Regions from separate parts of the Muntiacus reevesi genome. Here region 2 is linked to region 1. The links are chromatin contacts, called in public Hi-C maps. All regions are on one chromosome and are shown on one strand. The core of a region is the stretch at or near the end of the contact, and the rest is flanking DNA. Distances in the headings are between cores, read along the strand shown.

The links. A called contact is a pair of places that touch in the nucleus more often than the background predicts.
Region 2: a contact with region 1 is called in a Hi-C map of blood, with 6 times the contacts expected there. The contact joins the promoter of RIF1 here to the promoter of MMADHC in region 1. A contact is called at or near these places in 2 of 3 Hi-C or Micro-C datasets (blood and muscle).

The regions. Positions count from the first base shown.
Region 1 is chr3:225,003,947-225,010,151 of mMunRee1.1, forward strand. It overlaps MMADHC (metabolism of cobalamin associated D), which reads right to left and starts at 2,472. Exons shown (of 8, transcript XM_065931516.1): 1 at 2,370-2,472; 2 at 1,794-1,853. The coding sequence starts at 1,802.
Region 2 is chr3:226,659,359-226,665,563 of mMunRee1.1, forward strand. It overlaps RIF1 (replication timing regulatory factor 1), which reads left to right and starts at 3,089. Exons shown (of 36, transcript XM_065931523.1): 1 at 3,089-3,127; 2 at 3,601-3,714; 3 at 4,421-4,499. The coding sequence starts at 3,611.

The DNA.
Region 1 (6,205 bases), core at 1,222-3,721:
GTAAAGAACAGGCTTGAAATTTAACTTATGAGCAACTATAAAAGGCTTTATACTTTGTGACACAGATAGGAAAGGGCCTATTACAACAAGATAATACATCAGAATTTTAACCTGTAGGCAGGGAGGAAGAGAGTTAACTGATAAAAATAAAGGATGTCTTAAGGAATGTACAACTAAGGGCAGTGGAGAGAAAAGAGTGGGACTAGAGGGGTGGTATGGAAACTAGTTACCAGGAGGCTGAAATAGTCTAGCCATTTGATACTTTGGAATCATTCTTCTTCCCTTTCATAGAGTATTCTGAAATCCAACCTGTCTGTTCTTTGACTGGTCTTGTCTACCTCTCTGACAGAATTTCTTACTAATTTATCTTCCCTTCTCTTACTCCACTTTTCAGTCACATAAAAATACCTACACATTTCCATATTTCTGTCTTTTATACTGCCATAAGATTTCTTCCACTAAAATACCCTTTTCCTTCTCTTAGGCTGGATAAATTCCAACTTTTTCTTCAAGATCCAGATAAACTGAACCTCCTCCAGATGTCTCCAAAATGCAAGGCCTGTCTCTAGAGCATTCTGTCCACCTGAAAATTTAAGCATCCTCCCCTGGCCCTAGAGTCTCATCATTAGATTATTAATGTATCATATTCAACTACAGGAATATTATCCTGGCTAACTGTTACTATATTAATTTTCCTAACACACAACTCTAATTAAATCACCAAAATTTAAAGACTAAAGTCCAAATTACCAAGTCTATCATTCAAAACTCTTTGCTAGTGGTTTAGTTGCTAAGTCGCATCCGACTCTTTGTGACCACACTGGCTGTAGCCCACCAGGCTCCACTGTCCATGGGATTTCCCAAGCAAGAATACTTGAGTGGGTTGCCATTTCTTACTCCAGGGGATCTTCCTGACCCAGGGATGGAACCTGAGTTTCCTGCTTGGCAGGTGGATTCTGTACCACTGAGCCACCTGGGAAGCCCCAAGACTCTTGTTACTTGATCCCAAATCCTCAATCCAACCTTATTTCCCACTCATCTCTTTCACACATCTTACATTGAGGAAGACAGAAATGACTTCTTGATTTTTGAAGGGGGGCGGGGCCAGGGGGTGTCTTTGAATATACCTGTTCTGGGTGAGGTTTAGATAATCTCACCCATCTTTCAAAATTCAAACGCTTCTCTGTTTAAGTGAACCCAAACCCCTACTTTTCCCTCTCCACAAAGCTTTGAATCTGTATTGTACCTCTGTGTAACTTTTAAAATTGTTTCTACTGTTACTATAATAGTTTTCATGTATGTTTTATGACCCCTATGGCACGATGCGTTTAAGTTATCACTGGACAGTTACCGTGAATAAATACCTCTGGTCTATAAGAATAATCTCTCTTGCTCTCATTTTGTAATAACTGTAAGGTTACTTCCTATACTAAAACTGCTACAAAATCTTCAGTTTACCTAAGGAAACAGAAACTGGCTTAAAAATAGATTCTAAGTATTTACAAAAATAATGCCTTTTAAAATTACTGAAAGGATGCTGGCACTGAATTTATTTCTCAAAAGGAATTGCATAAATAAATAAAAGTATTGGGAAATATGTTTGTGTTCAAACTACCTTCAAGGCATATTGACCTAATTTCACACCCCTTGCTTCCCTTGACATTTTTGATTCACCAAGTACAAGAAACATTATGCCATCAATGCCATTATAATTAAACCCGTCCCTCCATTTCTTAACGAGTGCCCAAAATAATTTACTACTGTACTGCTTCTTAAGAGACTAATTTACTCACATTGGCCATTTCTGGTGGAAAGGGCAGACGAAAATTATCTTCCCTTTTGTAAAGTTATTCCTGGGAAAGGACAAAACAAAACAGGCCGGTGACTGATTAAGCTCTAACAACAGATCACTCGGGTAATGTCCACCATCGCCTACTGGGTGTCCCTTCTTCCGCGACAGGACCAAAGTCCAAGCTGTCCCCGGACCCCAGGAGAGCGGAATTCGCCCCCTGCCCCCCACAGGGCACAAGTCGCTGCCCACAGGAGGCCTTGCAGCTCTCGGCCCACCCGGTGTGTCTGCAGAAGACAACTCCGACTAGGTCCGGGTGAGGAAAGAGGGACCGTCCACCAGGATGGAGTCCTGAGGCTCCAAGTAGGTATTTTAACACCGATCAGGGTTCTAAACAAGCTGTAAGCAAAGCGTCCAGTAAAGATGAAGATTGAGGAAGCGAAAATGATCTTAACGACAAGAGTGACAGGGCAACCGCGGACAGCGACAGGGGCCCTGTGAGTATAGGGGCAACACCGAGCGCTGTGGCCAAAAGATGGGCAAATCTGGAGGGGCTGACACGGGCGGAAACAGTCCGTACCGGTCGCCGCCGCCACAGCCGCCTCCAGCGGTCCCAGGCCCGTACTCTTCCCGTCTTCAAAATGGCGGCGCGACGGCAGCGGATGTAGCGCTGACGCTGGCAGTGACCAGACTGAACAAGTTGCTTTCGAGCGCATGGATGGGAATGATCCCCCCGAGCCGATGCTGCGCACGCGCACGGCAGGCCCACGTAGCACCACCCTTTCATTGGATAGTCCACCGCCCCCACGTAGGAGGAGGAAAGGTGAGATGTGGATAATGACATGTGGGATGGAGATCGAGGCTCCAGAGCTGCGTTCGGCACTCATTTAATTTCGATCATTAACTCACCACTGTATTTGAAAGCCTCCTCTTGCCCCAAGACTTTATTGCTCTTAGGAGGTACAGTTTTTTGTTCTTTGTATCTGTTTTTTTTTTTTAATGTCGAAAATAACTGTTTTTGAGAATAGAGCCCCCTGTGTGCCAGACTTTTAATAGGCACAATAAATATATATCCCACGACTTATTTATAAGGAGTATATCACTTTTAAAATTTATTTTTAATTGAAGGATAATTGTTTTATAGTATTGTGTCGGTTTCTGCCAAACATCAACGTGAATCAGTCATAGGTATACCGATGTCCCCTTCTTCTTGAACCTCCCTCCCACCTGCCTCCCCATCCCACCCCTCTAGGTTGTTACAGAGCCAAGATTTGAGTTCCCATTGGCTATCTATTTTATATAAAGTAATGTATGTTTCCACATTACTGTCTCGTTCCATCCCACCCTCTCCTTCCTCCCGGTCTCCCCGGAGTGCTGTCCATAAGTCTGTTCTCTATGTCTGTGTCTCCACTGCTGTCCTGCAAATAATTTCATCAGTACCATCTTTCTAGATTCGATATATCTGCATATATTGTTTTTTCTCTTTCTGACTTCACTCTGTATAATAGGCTCTGTATAATAGGTTCATCCACCTCCATTAGAACTGGAGAGTATATAATTTTAATTTGTCATTTGTATTTTAAACAGTTAACTGAAGTCCATACTTTATTCATACTGATATTTTTTGATGGGTCATGTTGGGCAAGTTAGTCTCTTTAGGCTTTTAGTTTTCTCTCTTCTAAAATGGGAATAATGTAATAATAGCACCCAACTCATAGTTCATGAATATTAAATCAGTTAATATGTAGTTAACACATATAGAACTGTGCATACACACACGCGCACACAGACACAGACACAGACACACACACACACACACACACACACACACATACACACACCCGCTCATGCCTTGGGAGTCTCAGAGGCTTCTGAGAAAAACCAGTGAGCTGGGTATTTGAGTTACTTACAACTCATTCTCTTTTCATTCCTGATAATTTCAGCTTCAAGTCAGCTTACTAGTCCAGGGTATATGACAAGATTTTTGGCTGAATGATGATTGTAGGCTTTTTGAGACTGGGAACCATATGTTATTCATCTTTGCCAGGATAGAAAATCACCTGTCAGATAGAGGTGGGAGTGAACAGCGGTATGGCAGAAGGCTGTCAGGATTAACTTCATAGTGTAGGTGATGCTTGGTCAGCGTTTTGAAAGATGAGTAGTTGTTTGTCTGAATGCCAAGAAAAGACATTACAGGGGTGAGGACGTTCAGTCAAAGGAAGCAGTGTGGATAGAGATACAGAATCCAAAACACTATGGGCAGTTGGGGATATCCACAAATAGTCAAATGAGTGAGTTGGAGGTAGACAGGGGCCAGATCAGAGTCAGTCTTCAGCGAACTGTTAAGGTAGATGTGGCTCTGGAAGCAAGGGGATACTGGGCAAATTTAAGCCATCGTAGCATTATCAGAGATGTGTCTTGGGGAGATCCTTGGGCTTCAGTATACAGGATAGGTTGGAAGAATATGGAATTCTTTAATTCTCATAACAATCCAGAAAATGGACATACTATTATCCTCATGTTAAATATGAAGAAATTAAAGCACAAGTGGCTTACGTATATGTCTGAAGCTTCCAGGGCTGGATTTAAATCTCGGTCTGTTAGGTTTAACAATAATGTTTTCTTTCCCATAGGTGTTGTCTCCTAGGAAGAAAATAGGCTTTAGGGGAATAATAATGAATTTGGCTTGGGATATCTTGAATTCTAAGATGCCTGAGGGGCATTCATATGTAGTTCTTAGTAAGTTATTGGACAGTAGGACTGTTGCTCAGGAAAGTGGTTTATGTGGGAGACAGACATTAGAGAGTCATTGATATATGGATAGCAGTTAAAGCCATCAGTTCAGTTCAGTTCAGTTCAGTCGCTCAGTCGTGTCCGACTCTGCGACCCCATGAATCACAGCACGCCAAGCCTCCCTGTCCATCTCCAACTCCCAGAGTTTACTCAAACTCATGTTCATTGAGTCAGTGATGCCATCCAGCCATCTCATCCTCTGTCGTCCCCTTCTCCTCCTGCCCCCAATCCCTCCAAGCATCAGGGTCTTTTCCAATGAGTCAACTCTTCACATGAGGTGGCCAAAGTATTGGAGTTTCAACTTCAGCATCAGTCCTTCCAATGAACACCCAGGACTGATCTCCTTTAGGATGGACTGGTTGGATCTCCTTGCAGTCCACAGGACTCTCAAGAGTCTTCTCCAACACCACAGTTCAAAAGCATCCATTTTTCGGCGCTCAGCTTTCTTCACAGTCCAACTCTCACATCCATATGTGACCACTGGAAAAACCATAGCCTTGACTAGACGGACCTTTGTTGGCAAAATAATGTCTCTGCTTTTTAATATGCTATCTAGGTTGGTCATAACTTTCCTTCCAAGGAGTAAGCGTCTTTTAATTTCATGGCTGCAATCACCATCCGCAGTGATTTTGGAGCCCCCCAAAATAAAGTCTGACATTGTTTCCACTGTCTCCCCATCTCTTTCCCATGAGGTGATGGGACCAGATGCCATGATCTTAGTTTTCTGAATGTTGAGTTTTAAGCCAACTTTTCCCCTCTCCTCTTTCACTTTCATCAAGAGGCTTTTTAGTTCTTCTTCACTTTCTGCTATAAGGGTGGTGTCATCTGCATATTTGAGGTTATTGATATTTCTCCCAGCAATCTTGAGTCCAGCTTGTGCGTCATCCAGCCCAGCATTTCTCATGATGTACTCTGCGTATAAGTTAAATAAGCAGGGTGACAATATACAGCCTTGACATACTCCTTTTCCTATTTGGAACTAGTGTGTTGTTCCATGTCCAGTTTTAGCTGTTGCTTCCTGACCTGCATACAGGTCTCTCAAGAGGTGGGTCAGGTGGTCTGGTATTCCCATCTCTTTCAGAATTTTTCACAGTTTATTGTGAGCCACACAGTTGAAGGCATAGTCAATAAAGCAGAAATAGATGTTTTTCTGGAAGTCTGTTGCTTTTGGAGAAAAAACAAGTCTCTTGTTTTGCCAACATCCAGCAGATGTTGGCAATTGATCTCTGGTTCCTCTGCCTTTTCTAAAACCAGCTTGACCATCTGGAAGTTCACGGTTCACATATTGCTGAAGACTGGCTTGGAGAATTTTGAGCATTACTTTACTAGCGTGTGAGATGAGTGCAGTTTGAGCTTTCTTTGGGATTGCCTTTCTTAGGGATTGGAATGAAAACTGACCTTTTCCAGTCCTGTGGCCACTGCTGAGTTAAAGCCATAGGAACTCCTTAACCTGGAGTTCAATAATGGGCTTTAAGAGAAGAACGTCTGTGAAACTCCTGAAAATGTATGCAAATTTTTGTATATTTGTAAGCAGATCCATTTCCACCCCCTAGGAAGTCAGCACATAGCTTCTTCAGATTCTTAAAGTTAGTGAGTGAAAAGATCAAGAACCACTAGTGTAGC
Region 2 (6,205 bases), core at 1,839-4,338, 1.7 Mb after region 1:
ACTCCGGAGTTTGTGATGGACAGGGAGGCCTGCTGTGCTGCGATTCATGGGGTCGCAAAAAGTCGGACACGACTGAGCGACTGAACTGAACTGATACTTGACTACATTAAACTTCTTTACTCTTTGAGCTTCACATTATTTATTTATAAACTCAGGAAAAGTACTTCATCTTAGAACCATTGTGAGAAATAAATGAGGTTATATATTAAAACATCTGACACTCAGTAAGAAACAGTTTTTAGAAAAGCAATATTATAATTCTGAAATATGTTTAGGTCATAAACTGGAATTCTATTTGGACAGGTGGACAGATCTAAGAATTATTAGGGAGGAAGATTCATTAGGACCACAGGGACAAGTATGACAAAGAAGTCACTGACAGACACGACATAGCCTTGATTGTTGTTGGCAAATACGTGATTAAATAAAGAATGGGAAAATTGGGCAGGAATACCGGATTGAGGGTGCAAGACTTTTATGTTCTGAGGAGAAACAGAGATACGGGATTTGGAGAGGCAGAGAAGATAGAAATTAGTTGTATGAATAGATAAAGAATGGATGAGTTAATACATGGACAAATTAATAAACTAATTCAAAATATTCATTGGGTGTCAGGTAGTATAAAATTCAGTGGGAGCCGGTTCATGGTGGTTGCTTCAGAATTCCTATAAAAGAGAAGCTTGGGTATAGCAATCTAGTTGGAAAGATGTTGGAGAAGGGTCTATGTGGTGAATGAGATCTGTCTAGACTCTGCGATATCTTAGTATTGATACTTTATATCAGACTGAGAAAATACCAAAGAACAGGGAGGGGGCAATGATTGAGATAATGGCTGGAACCAAAGCCCCTCAGGCTAACCTGCAACTCTTCCACTTCAGGCATATGTAAGATACTTTAACAGTTTTACATGCTATCTTAGCATGGTGACATTTAATTCTCCATTGGGATAAAGTAGGTAAGTGAAGGATTTCATTAAAAGGTATACTTTAGTTGACATTTATCACATTTGAAAAATTGACTTAATGTTCTAAATACAAAGAACATCATAGACCTTCAAAGGCACAGAAAATTTACAGACTTTGGCAGATTGTTTAGAACCTGGCTGAAGTGGGGCTCAGGCTGGAGGTGAAGCAGGGACCCAATAATAGGCTTGCATGTTATACCAAGAATTTTGAAATTCATCCTGTGATTGACGGGAACTGCTAAAGGATCTCGGTGTGAGAGTGACAATGATAAAATATTACAAAACATTTCAGGAAGAGCATGATTGTACACACTTGAAAGAGGAGCAAGATGACCACCCCAACCTTTTTTATAAATGAGGAATTAGAGGAAAAAAATAGAACAAAGGCCCTACACACAAGGCATTGATATTCTAGTGGGGAGAAGCAGACAATAAAAAAATACACAATGAAATATCAGAGTGTACTAAGTGTTAGAAAGAAGAGAAAAGCCCAGTAAGACACACCAGCATTGGGTGGAGGTACTGAATACTTGTCTCAAGACAAAGTTAATGTGTTTTCCACTAATCTCACAGCCTTCATAAAAAAAATAACAGGATTTCAAGATCCTCTCTGTCTTTCCAACACAAGAGCTCCACAATACTGAAATCTCAATGCAATATAATGCAAACCTGTCCATATATTTCATTCAGTCTAATAACCTTTCCTTTAAGTATCTGTGTTTTGCCAAAATGCAGAAAATGAGCAAATTCCCCTCCAAATATTTAAGGATTTGCTATCAGACTGCATTGAAAAGCTTTCTCCTCCATTATGTCTAAAGTGTCTCTACATTTCATCCGGACACAGCTTTAAACTATTTCTTAAAATCTTTAATTTCCACAGCTTGGCTCACAAGGACTTGTCTGTCTCCTCTCCTTTCCTTCATCTTTTTGTTTGAGAAACACGTTCTGAGCGCTTGGTTTGGCAGACGCTTTGCTTGGTGCAGCTAACACAGCGCAGGGCAAACTACAGCCCTGAATTCAGTACACTGATAGTTGTACAGTGTGGGTAAATAGAGGCTCCAGACGGATGCCTGCACCCATGAGGCCAGGGTGGAAAGACCAGTTGCTCTTGGGCCTTAGATGCCTATTTTAAAGTTGATACAATTTTGCGTGCAGCGGAAAGTGCTCAGAGGTCTATAAAAAGGGTAGGAACTTTCATTCCCTGGTGGCTCAGACGGTAAAGCGTCTGCCTGCAGTGAGGGAGACCTGGGTTCGATCCCTGGATTGGGAAGATCCCCTGGAGAAGGAAATGGCAACCCACTCCAGTACTCTTGCCTGGAAAATTTCATGGACTGAGGAGCTTGGTAGGCTACAGTCCATGGGGTCGCAAAGAGTCGGATACGACTGAACGACTTAACTTTCTTTCAAGGACTTTCATTAAGGGTATAAGTAGGTTCTCCAAGTATTAAGTCTCCAAGTGTTAAGTGTTAATCAAGTCCCAACCTTCAACACCTGAGGCCAATTAGAAGAATGTAGATCCTAAATCGACTGAATCACAATATCTAAGGCGGGAGGGGGTGGGGGGCAGAAGCAAGCAGTTGAATCATGAATATGCTCCCGGCCATTGTTATGTACACTTAAAACCTGAGAGTCTCTGGCCTCTCCAGCGTTTTCTTACTTGGCTTTTACCTGAAGTCGGTACTATTATCATCCATATTTTACACAGGAGGAAGTTGAGGCATAAAAAAGTTGATTAACTTGCCAAGGTAACGCGGAACTAGGGTTGGAATCTAGACCAATCTAAACGCTGCTCTTAAATATCACAGTACAGTTAACTCCTCTTGTTAAATGATTTGTTGCTAATACTTCAACAAATAATGGACTTGCAGTTTGAAGATCCACTAAATTTAGTCTGGTGAACTTGGGCGATCCGCTTACATTTTGAATTTCAAGTCTCTCTTAGAAGGTTAAATTTGGGCCCAACCTCCCTCCCACCGCCCCCCACAAGGTGACCGGAGGGTCAGGGCGGGGCAACAGGCGGGGAAGGGAGGCGATCGATGATTTGGGCGCTCCACCCCCTGTTGGATTGGCTCGAGCCTCTCTCCGCTAGGCCTGTTTTACTCCCGCGCGCTACGGGGCCTGCCCCCGCCGCCATCTTGGTCGAGGAGCGAGCGGGCCGCACGCGTGAGTAAACAGCCCGAACCGGGAAAGTCGAGCTGTGGCCGCGTCCGGGTGCTGCAGGGCAGCGGCGGAGACGACGCAGGCCTGTCCTCGTACGTCGGGGTGAATGCTGGGGTTTCAGTGCTAAGCGGCGGGGAACCCTCAGCCTGGTCAACCTCCGCCCCCTCGCGGCGAGACGCCTCGTTCCCCGGGCTTCTCCCGCCCCCCGCTGGTCTCCTCCCCCTGTTGAAAGCTGCCCGGGAAAGTGGTGGCGGGAGCGGGCCGGGACCGGAGCGCGGCGTGGGCCTGGGTGCGTGTTGCGGCGCTCAGGAGGAGGTTAGGCCCTTGGGTTTGTGCGCCAGGGGCCCCGGTGTGGACGCGGTGGGAGCTGTGAGGCCGCGGCGGGAGCGTGGGTCTGGGGCCCGGACTTACGCCGGGCCGCCCGGGTCTGTTTCCATCGGTCACCGGATTGTCTCCTCTTCCGGTCCGGGCCTCAGGGTGGCCGACATGACGGCCGCGGACCAGAGCCCCCTGGCGCCGCTGTTGGAGACTTTGGAAGACCCTTCCGCCTCCCTTGGAGAGCAGACCGACGCTTACCTGACCCTGACCAGGTGAGGCCTGTTGGGGGCAGGTGGGGGTGGGGCGCCCTGAGGGGTTATGGGGGGAAGACCGTCCGGGTGCGGCACGAGCGAGTTTGTGTATTCAAGAAGCCCGGCAACTGGCGGGGGGGACGCCGGGGTCGCTGGTGAGGCGGGGTGGGGTGGGGTGGGTGGTGCGTGCTGGGTGACTTTCCCGGGTGCAGGTGGTGCTGCCCTTAAGGTGTCTGTCTGGAATGAGGAAGCCTGCACGTGTGTCTTGTGAGAGGGGGATTAAGAAAAGTTTGATTGGGAGGGATTTGTCCAGAGTAGTGGTTTTTCAGTGTAAGCCACCTGTATTTCGGGACAGTGGGAAATCCCAGAATTGGTTTTTTAATATAGAGCAATAACTCGAGTTTTATTTAACCGCAAGTGCTTCACACTGTTTTCTCCCCTGCAGACTGTATTTTTCTGACTTACCAGTCGGTTGTTTGGAAATTGATACAAAACGATACATGTTTAGTAAGTTTCAGTAAATTTGTAACTAGGGATAGGTTTCCTTGTTTCCTCTTGAGGTAGTGAAGCTGTCAAAACGTGTACTCTGGGGATCCGCAAGTTATTCTGAGGTTTATTCGCGCTGAGTTGTTTAGTCGCTAAATTGTGTCGAACTCTGCGATCCCATGGACTGTAGCCCACTCTGTCAGCCATTTGCGTAAACTTAAATGTTCTTTCTGCTTTTAAGTCGTATGACTGGAGAAGATGGAAAAGAAATCATTACAGAAATTGAGAAAAAACTTCCTCAGCTATTTAAAGTTTTAAAGGTATGTATCTTTGTTGTAAATAGTAAATAGTTTTTTACTTTGTGGGGGGAAAAAGATTTTGCTAACTCACTCAAAAACTTTGACTCTAAAATAAAATAACAGCAGGGTTATTATAGTACTATTTGAGGACTTGCAATGTATCAAGTGCTGTCTAATTTTCTTGTTTTCTGTTAATCCTCCCTGTCAAGCTGAGGCTCCTTTTTAATCCCCACTTTGCAGAAGAAATTGGTTTAACATGTGTAAATTTAGTTGCTGTGACCACTTGAATCCAAAACTTGACTCTTAATAGAACAGTGCTTCTAAATGATTTTGTAGTTTTGTCTTTGATCTACTGTGTGGGTAACATTCATTTTTTTATCTTCACTCACCCTTATTTCTGCCATTGTTGCTTGGTTAAAAAACAGTTGTTATGCTTATCTTGTTTGCTTGTTTATAGGGAGGTTGTGTAGTTTAGCATCAAACTGAGGACGTATATTCTTGTCCTCATTTGAGTATACTGTGGCTTTCCTAAACACCTAACTTAATTTCCTTGTTTTTGGAATGAAGAGTTGAACTAAATCTCCAAAGTCCCTTTGAGTTCTTATTTTTATGATCCTGTTTTTGTGCTTCTAAATGGAAGTAGTCTATCAAGATTCATTGCACACTTAAGCATTATTTTTGGCTAAATTTTGAGGCATTGGGGATACTGCCTAACCTTAAATATTCTTAGAGCCTTCAGTTCTTCTTTTTGATATAAGCAGGAACTTTACTGTGTAGTAGTTCAAGACTTATCAATAAGTAAGCGATGTTAATGGTATTATCCCATTTTTCTTTGTCATTTTCCACATTCAAGTACTGTTTGATGTGATGAAGACATGTTATCATCTATTTGGTATTTGAGAGCATGTAGGAAATCATTTACATGCAATTTGAATCAAGTTGCATTGTTTGTAAATAGAGTTTGTAACTAAAATGCTTGATGAATAATTTAGAAGCCTGTGGGTGGTTAATGATAGGATGATCAAAAGTTGATCACGCGTATGCTAGCTGCTATTTAGGAGATACAGTATTAGCTCGCATAGTCTTGAATGTGTAAGACTTCATCTATTTGTGATTGTCTGAACCGATTGCCTTAATATCCCATGTATCTCAGGGTTTAGTATTTTGGATGTTTGGTCTGATTAATTAAAAGACTGGGTGCTCCAAGGAAGTGTCTGTTCTTATATATGACTACTAACATTTACCATTCTTCCTGGTCAAGCATAGCAAATAGTTGAGGATTTCTTGGATATCTGATTTTAGAAGCAATGAGGAGACTTAAAGATAGATTAGTTTGGAATAGGAAATGGTACCAAGGAAGATGCAAGGTTACAAGTAAATGTAGGGTTAGGAGTTTGCCTTTGACAGGTTTGAGATTTTATAGCTTTTACATACAGAATATGGGGTTGGGCTGAATTCCAAATGGTCATGGATTCAGAATCTACTGTCTGAAGTATTGAAATGACATTGAAAGCCCCTTGCACTTCAGCTACTTAGTGAACGTTAGTTACTTCTAACTCCTTCTATGTTAGAGGAGGTGTTCTATATTCTATAGCTGAATGTCAGCTTTTGCCTTTGAATCTTTGCTTACTTTATGTGAAACAGTTTTGTTCCTACTGTTACTTCCTATCTAGTGTCTTCACCGTCTTCCATTTGTTGCCCCCTTTCTTTTCTTTTTTTTGCTTTCA